Regions from separate parts of the Mus musculus genome. Here all the other regions are linked to region 3. A link is a contact called in public HiChIP or PLAC-seq data. All regions are on one chromosome and are shown on one strand. Each heading gives the region's core, a stretch centred on a gene start, on an enhancer-like site or on the middle of the called end of the contact. The rest is flanking DNA. Distances are from core to core; before and after follow the strand shown. Region 1 holds the start of Mrpl22 (mitochondrial ribosomal protein L22). Region 2 overlaps Gm33026 (a long non-coding RNA gene). Region 3 holds the start of Atox1 (antioxidant 1 copper chaperone).

The links. HiChIP or PLAC-seq counts read pairs in DNA pulled down with a chosen protein or histone mark.
Region 1: a contact with region 3 is called in an H3K4me3 HiChIP or PLAC-seq map of embryonic forebrain, with 8 times the contacts expected there. The contact joins the promoter of Mrpl22 here to the promoter of Atox1 in region 3. A contact is called at or near these places in 4 of 115 datasets of contacts at active chromatin or transcription factors (astrocytes, embryonic forebrain and embryonic stem cells) and 3 of 9 other capture datasets (adipose tissue, liver and macrophages).
Region 2: an H3K27ac HiChIP or PLAC-seq map of trophoblast stem cells shows a contact between it and region 3, with 10 times the contacts expected there. The contact joins the enhancer-like site here to the promoter of Atox1 in region 3. A contact is called at or near these places in 1 of 39 promoter capture datasets (embryonic stem cells) and 4 of 115 datasets of contacts at active chromatin or transcription factors (acute myeloid leukemia, large pre-B cells, pro-B cells and 1 more).

Annotation. Positions count from the first base shown.
Region 1 is chr11:58,170,242-58,172,941 of GRCm38.p6, reverse strand. It overlaps Mrpl22 (mitochondrial ribosomal protein L22), which reads right to left and starts at 1,278. Exons shown (of 7, transcript NM_175001.5): 1 at 1,229-1,278; 2 at 1,100-1,148. The coding sequence starts at 1,256.
Region 2 is chr11:57,863,425-57,866,124 of GRCm38.p6, reverse strand. Gm33026 (a long non-coding RNA gene) reads left to right here. Exons shown (of 6, transcript XR_879887.3): 4 at 1,869-1,972. Among named protein-coding and RNA genes, the nearest start is that of Gm33026, 4.5 kb to the left of the region's middle. Within about 2 kb of position 1,379, at least 15 of the 459 cell types and tissues checked have an H3K27ac peak or open chromatin away from gene starts, as enhancers often do. A contact at or near this core is called in trophoblast stem cells, where this site is marked.
Region 3 is chr11:55,459,840-55,462,539 of GRCm38.p6, reverse strand. It overlaps Atox1 (antioxidant 1 copper chaperone), which reads left to right and starts at 1,332. Exons shown (of 4, transcript NM_009720.3): 1 at 1,332-1,452. The coding sequence starts at 1,447.

The sequences.
Region 1 (2,700 bases), core at 29-2,528, 2.7 Mb before region 3:
AGAGCTGGCTCGTCTCCCATCCAGATACACCTGCAATCTCTAGGCCTTCAAACTTTCTTCTCCAGTTTGAATCACTGGTGTTTACATTTTACATAGTTAAAGCCAGCGGCACACTGTCACTTCACTGGGCCTTGGTTTTCATGTATGTAAGAAAGAGGAAAGAGGCAATGTCTCTAAGGCCTCTAACATCATTTTATATCATCACTCACAGCAGGGTGACAGAACCATAAGCTGCTCAACTCTGACTTCAATCTTTCAAAGAAGCCATTAGGATAAACTATTAAACAAGATTTTGTGAGCGTGAGGTACCTACTGTCTGCCATCCCTTAGAAACTGCCTTGCATTTCTCAAAACCTCAATACAGATTTGGCAATCAATATGGTGTCTGGTAAATTAAGTATGCCATGAATTAACAGTGACAAAGTTTCATGAATACTTACAGGTTTTATGAATACTCAGGACTGAAATGGGTTTTAAACGGAATCAAACAACTATAATTATATTATGTCAAAATATTGCTCCAAAGAAGCAATTCATTTGCAAGTACTATATATGTAATCGAAACTTCGGATGTACCCTACGGATCCATGCCAGTGCTAACTCAACTGCATAGGGACGCTTGTGTCCTAGCAGGACAGTGCATGGCCTAGGATCCCAGCCTCTGACTGGTAAGCAGAAGCCAGACTGACTTATGGCGAGACTCAAACAAACAAACAAAAGGCTTTCTCGAGAGGCTCCAGAATGTTCTGCAGAGCAAAAGGCTCAAACTCCAGTTGCTGAGAAACAACAGCGAACGAATGTACAATGTCAGGCAAGCCTCGAGTCTCCAAACAGTCCTTGCCCACGGCAAGTGAATAAAGAAATAACCAGGAATGTTTGTTGGTATAGCACACAAAGTCGAAGATTCGAATCGTGCCTACGGAATAGGGAGAGGCTGGTCAGAAAACACCGAGAGGAGCCCCCGGAGGCAACAGTCTCTATGGGGTTCTGGGTCGGGCCGCCCTCCACCTGAGGCCGAAAGTACTGCCTGGCACACAAGTGCACTGTGATCGATGCAGATCAGGCGCAGCCTGCAAGATCTTCGTGGCAGGACTCTTACCGCAGCGTCTGCGTTGCCCAGATCCTCAGGTTAGGTACCCTCAGTGCACCTGCAACGTGAATACGAGCTGTCAACTTCGATTCTCTTTATCTCCTCCTTCCCAAATTCTAAGAAAGACTCAAGCCTTACCCAACTCTCGCAGTAGTGCGGCCGCCATGCTGAGCCCTACGGAAGCCTCCGGGATCAAACGCCGGCTGACTATACGCATGCGCAGTCCGAGGCCGGCTTCCGGGACCGGAAAAGTCAGAGTGCGTTGTCATGGAGACCAGGAATGCGTCGTCCTTGTGAAAAGTCTGGTCAGAGCAGTCTTTCTTTGGAGTGAATGACCTCATAAAGACTGAAAATCAGAAAAACTGTGACCTCACCTCATAACAGCCTGAAAAGGGCAGGAGAACCTTTTAATCCTAAATATTTAAGGCCAAAGATACAAGAAAGACCACTGATCCAAATCATAATGGCCAAGTTAATTAAAGCAAGCAATTAATTAAAGCAAGCTTTTTTTATTTGCATACAGGAACTGCTTCCCCCTAAAGCAACGTTTGAGAAGGCAGCATCGGATATGAGGAAGACAAGGTTTCTATAGCTCAGGGGTTGGGTGTTTCCAAATGGATTTGCTAGGTGGAGGTTACAGGAGCAGAACTAGAACAGGAGCTGACTAATAAGTTAGTCCCATAAACAGAAACAGACTAGCAAATTGGTCATAACCACCTCCTGAAAGAAAGTTATGATCACAAGGTGGTCCTAAGAAGGTAGTCATAAAAACCTTTTTTTTTTTTTTTTTTTTTTGGTTTTTTGAGACAGGGTTTCTCTGTATAGCCCTGGCTGTCCTGGAACTCATTCTGTAGACCAGGCTAGCCTTGAACTCAGAAATCCGCCTGCCTCTGCCTCCCGAGTGCTGGGATTAAAGGTGTGGGCCACCATGACCGGCCATAAAAACCTTTTGAAACAAAGGTAGGATTAACAAGATGGTTTTGAAACAAAGACACAGTTGCCATTTTCTGGAACCCACAGAACCATGTATAGTTAAGATTACAGGTGTGGCATAGCCCAATCAGTGAGAAATGGAGGTTTAATCATAAACAGGAATGAATCTAGTTTGCCTCTACTATAAGATACCTTTTGGGCTGGTGAGATGGCTCAGTGGGTAAGAGCACCCGACTGCTCTTCTGAAGGTTCGAAGTTCAAATCCCAGCAACCACATGGTGGCTTACAACCACCCATGATGAGATCTGACTCCCTCTTCTGGTGTGTCTGAAGACAGCTACAGTGTACTTACATATAATAAATAAATAAATCTTTAAAAAAAAAAAAGATACCTTTTAAGCCTAAAATGGAGGCAGGCTGGTTCATCAAACTCTGTCTTCAGTGGGCCTCAGGGTTCTTGTTAAAAATGACTGTAACATCAGCATGTGGGAGACTGGTGTTAAAGAACCACCATGTTACACAAGCCGGGCTCTGTCTCAGAGAAAAGGAGCCTGGCGTAGCACCACATGATGTAATCCCAGCGTATGAGAGGCTGAAGCAGGAAGATCTCCACCAGTTTGTCGCCCTGGGCTGCAAATTCCAGGCCAATCAGAACTACACAGTGAGACTCTATCTCA
Region 2 (2,700 bases), core at 130-2,629, 2.4 Mb before region 3:
GGACATCTTAGGCTATATAGTGTGAGGAGAGAGAGGCAGAGAGAGAGACAGAGACACAGACAGGCAGACAGACACACAGACACACACACACACAGAGAACACCAATCAAAATACTATTGTGGCTGGCAGATTATATGCTAACACTATACTACCCAACTAATAAAAATAACACCACCTCAAGCTAGGTGTGGTGTGCACTGGACACTTGGGGGGTTGAGGCTATGAGTTCAAGGACAGCAAGGACTACACAGTGATCCCTTGTTTCAAAAAAGAATAAAAGGTAACTGGAGAGGTGGCTCAGTAAGTAAGAGTGTTTGCTTCAAAATCATGAGGACAAAGAGTGTGGATGTCGGCATCCATGTAACTGGCCGTGCTTTGAGCATGTGTGTGTGTACAACTGTGAACACACACACACACACACACACACACACACACACACACACACACACACACACGTTAATAGGGCAGGGCATGGAGATACATGCCTTTAACTCCAGCACTCAGAAGGCTGAGGCAGTCAATCTCTGTGAGTTCAAGACCTGCCTGGTCTACTTAATGAGTTCCAGGCCAGCCAGGGCTACATAGTGAGATCCTGTCTCAAACAACAAAGTAAATGAGTAAATCCTTAATAAATATAAGATAAAGTAACAGCAACAAAATTTAAATTTAAACACCACACACGAAAGACGGTAAACAGCACACATTTTGTCCTAAGTGTGGTACCTAGGTAGATGCCATCTGTGAGATGAGGTCCTTATTCTCCCATTTTTTTCATGGGTAGAACTTCAGGCACAGGGAGCAAGACCGGGTGACTGTTTATGTCTTGCTGAGATGTAGGGGAGGTCAGACTTTGAAGGACAGTGCCAGCCTCTAAAAACACCAAGGCTAGGGGAGGCTGCTGACGTAGCATCCTCCGTGAGAGGTGAGGCTTGGAGCCTGCACTGTGGGGCAAAGCCTCTGCCTGGCTGTGTGGGATACATCGGCTCATTGATGTCTCAGAGCCTCAGTTTCCCTATGGGCTCAGGGGAATTACTGTTACAATAGTGAGCCTACATACTGTGACTCCTTGTGATGGGGGTAGATGATGGGACAGTATGCCTGTCCTCTGAATAGAGTCAGTGGAATGCCATGCAGCCTGGTTCTGGGTTTAAAGCCCTTAGGGTGACTCTGGGCCTGGCCTCCTCCATGGGGAGAGACCCCCCACCTCGGCTCCAGCCCAAATTGCCAGACACAAGTTTGAGAAGACCACCCCCCCCCCTCCAGGCAGGGTGACCAGGAGCCAGCCGGCTGGCCATTTGTCCACAGATGGGTGTGCAGATAACAGGCGTCTGGAGATAAGGCAAGGGGAAGAGAGCCAGGCCAAGTCAGCCACGCAGAGGCCGGAGCGGGAGTAGTCCAGGCGCCTGCAAAGTGCTGCCTCCCAGCCCTGGGGCCAGCCTACAGCACTCTCTGCCACCCTTCCACCGGCCTGCTGTCTCTCTCTCTCTCTCTCTCTCTCTCTCTCTCTCACTCTCACTCTCTGCCTTTACCAAACTGAATAAAGCAAGCAAACCAACATGAATTTGTCAGAGGGTCCTGGGCCAGTGCTGGAGCTGGCTTGGCAGACGGTGTATGACGCATCCCAGCCTCAGGACGTTCAGCTGTACAGTGAGACAGAGGAGAGACTCATACCGTCTTCCCCTTTGTGATGAAAAACTCAAAGGTGGAAACATTAGGTCACAGCTAGAAACCAGCGAATCTGGGATCCTAATTTAGGGCCACCCTCAGGGGGTGGTCTCTCTACTGTTTCAAATGTCAACCTATGATATTATTACATGAAGAAAGGGGGAAAACGCTGAGTTGGTTTGATTGTTTTGTTTTCGAGGTAGTGTCTCATGTGGCCCACACTGGCTTCGAACTTCCTAGATTACCACGATGAGTTTGAACTTCTGATCTTCCTGCTTGTACCTACGGCGGCGTGCAGAGATTACAGGTATGGACCCCACACTGGGTTCATGCTGTGCGAGGGATTGACCTCCTGCCTATTAGGTAAATGCTCAAATTGAGTTGCTTCCCCACTCCCACCCCCATATATGTCCATATATGTTTACTTCATGTTTGGGGACATAGGTGGTCATATGGGACACAACCATACGTCAGTCCAAGTCAGATCACAGATAGGAGATTACGTCTCCCGGTGACGTGGCTGTCCTCTAAGGTCACGCCCCTGTCTGCGCAGTAAGGAATCTGCTCCTTGACGCATTTCTCAGAGTGCTCCCTATAAGGAGAGCATTCTGTGTGCGATTGCAGTGACGACACTGCAGAGCAGAGTGGGCTGCTCTTGTTTGCCCAAGCTGTAACAGCCCAAAGTGTCTCTAGGCATGGCCAAATATTCAAGGCCACCTCTGTCCCTTCCTCGGAAGCACTGAAAGCCATCGCTCTGGAGGGTACTGCTAAGACAGGTTCTCCTCCATTAGGTTTGTGTGAAAGCAGGAGACGTTGAAATCAGAGGAGCCATCGATAAAGATGGAGAGTGAAGTGTCCGAGTGATGGATGAATGGATGGATGGATGGATGGATGGATGGGCTGGGGAAGGGCGGAGGAGATGAACCGACACTGCTTGAAGGGAACAGATGATAAAGCAGAGGCCTAGTTGAATGTGGAGGTGCTTACCCGCCATCCCAACGCTCTGGAGGTAGAAGCAGAAGGATCAGAAATTCA
Region 3 (2,700 bases), core at 83-2,582:
TATTATATGTAAGTACACTGTAGCTGTCCTCAGACACCCCAGAAGAGGGCATCAGATTTCGTTACGGATGGTCGTGAGCCACCATGTGGTTGCTGGGATTTGAACTCGGGACCTTTGGAAGAGCAGTCGGCGCGCTCTTAATTACTGAGCCATCTCGCCAGCCCCGGGAATGCTTGTTTATAGACACATGTGTGCCACCCTTACCCCATCCAGCTAGTCTTAGATTCTTAGGCTTTCCCCTGTTAGCCAACTTCTTATAACTTTTATGTTCAAATTATAGCATGGTTTCAGACTGAACCCATCCTGACACACAAAATGGCAGATTGCCTACTTAGTTTAGGGATCTCCTCTCAGCCTCCAGCTCAAGGACACAAATGGCTGGTAGAGGAGATAGATCCAGTCGGTTGGTCCTTCTGGCACTCTTGAGGAAGCCAATCTTCTTCATGGGTGTCAGTTACCCATGCAGTAACTCGGTTTACTGGGGCTGCCATAATTGGGTGGGAAGGACGCAGTCTCATGGGTTTTTTGTTTTGTTTTGTTTGTTTGTTTGTTTGTTTGTTTTTTGCATAGCCCTGGAGCTTGCTCTGTAGACCAGGCTGGCTTTGAACTTAAGAGATCCACCTGCCTCTGCCTCCAGAGGGCCAGGATTGAAGGAAGGCATGACCACCACCTGGCCCAGCTCTGCCTCAACTTTTCAAGCACTGGGATTACAGTTGTGAATTTATCTACTATGTGCCTTAAATTTGGATTTCTTTTTTAATATGTTTTTTCAGGAAAGGGTCTCAAGAAGTCCAGGATGCCCTTGAACTTTGCAGCCGCAGTAAGCCTTGAACCCAGAAATCTTCTGCCTCAGCCACGTTAGTATCCGGGTCAACAGGCCTGGCGCCCTAGGTCAGGCCACTGTAGTTTAGGGACTGAGTTGAGTGGTAAGCAAGAGAGATGGTCCCTTTAGGGAGATGCCAGATCTTTTATTCCCAGAGCCTTGGCCTTGCATTCCCTAGCCCTGTTTCAGAAATGACCCAGCAGAAAACGCAGGTCTGGCCTCCACAAGATAGCCTTAGCTTGACCTCAAAAAAGCCTGGCCTTTCCGCGTCCGGAGGGGCGTGACCTAACCCAAAAGAGAGGCGGGACCTAGTGAAATATTCATATCGAAAGGCACGGTAAGCAAGAGGAGGCCAGCCCAAGGGAGGAACCTAGCTCTAACTGGACCGGAAGGGACAGGGAATTTAGCAGATCCTTCCTCAAAGGGCCGGGCCTTGACGAAGCTAGCCCCGGAAGAGGCGGGGCATAAGTGGAGCCCAGCCCTAGGGCGGGGCCTGGCCGAAGGATGGGTTGGCCTGAGGGCGGGGCTTTCAGGAGCGCTCTCCGGAAGCGCAGCTTTGGTGTCCGGGAGAGGAGTTCCAGTCGTCGTCGCCGCTGCCACTGCCCGTGTGTGCCGCGTCAGTCATGCCGGTAAGTGGCCGTTCGACCCGCGGGAACTTCTGTCTCCAGCCCGGATGCACTGTTTCCGAGCCCGACGCTGCTGTCAGGGCGCAGGCCGTGGCCAGAGCTGCAGTCGTTTCTCAGTTTACCTTCCGCACGGTCCTCCGGCTTCGGGACCCTCCGGAAAGCTGCAGAGAGCAGTGTAGTGCAGAACACAGGCCTCCGGATCGCCCTAGAGAGTCTTCGAGAGGCAGCCCCATCCTTTTCTGCATAATGGGGAAACTGAGGCAGGGAGGTAGGGCAGAGAACCCATATAGGAATGCGGGTACCTGGCCTTTCCACATGCATACCCTGCCGCCTGCAGGCTTTCCAGAGAAGCATGTCTCTGTTCATCTCTCCTGCCCACACTGCCCTGCTTCCACTTCAGCACTGGGCCGACAGGGTACTTTCTTCCCCAACCAGGAATCCCAAAGCTCAGAGCAGAGTTTAAGGAGCCGAGAGCAGCGCTTATCTTGCCTTTGAAATCACCCCACTCCTTTGCATGGCGGCTTCTAGTCTCATTGCTTAATTTAAAATGAAGGCCTTACATGAGGCCTTGGCACATTACACAAGAAGAGAAGAAAAACCCCAGTGCTTGCTGGAAAGCGTTTATTGTTGGGAGCTAGCTAGGTAGGTAGGATACAAGATGGAGCCAGACCACCTGGGAAGTGCTGGGCAAAACCAGTTGTACTTGTTTGGGGGCAAGCTCTAATCTCAACTGAGTTCCGGAGATGCTGGTCTAGAGTTGTGGAGTGGAGAGCATTTTCCTCCCAGTGCCTCTCAACCCAGAGGTCTCCCAGGAGTATTCTGTGTTTTAGCAGCTTATCTTCTGGGAATGAACCTGAGGCTTCTTCCTGGTACAAATCCTTAAACCTCTCAGGTGTCATTCTTGTGGTTCCTGCCCATTGTCTTCAGACCCTGTCTGCACAAAGCACAGACCAAAAAAAAAAAAAAAACTTGGTAAAGTCCATCCTGCCAGTCAAGCTAGTCCATGTGACAGACTCCTTGGTGACCTCAGGATTCCAGAGTGGAGGCTGCCCGGCTGCTCTTCAGAGGGCAGCAGTGAAGGAAAAAAATAGCTTGAGGGCCTCTCTGTTCTGTGTCTGCCTCTGGGGACACAGGATTTAATGGGAGATGAACAGGCACCTTATCAAGACAAATTGCTAAGTGCAGGGAGGTATTGGTCAAGTGCTACCTCCAATCTAGCCAGGGAAGTAAGTCTTACCCAAGATAGTTTGC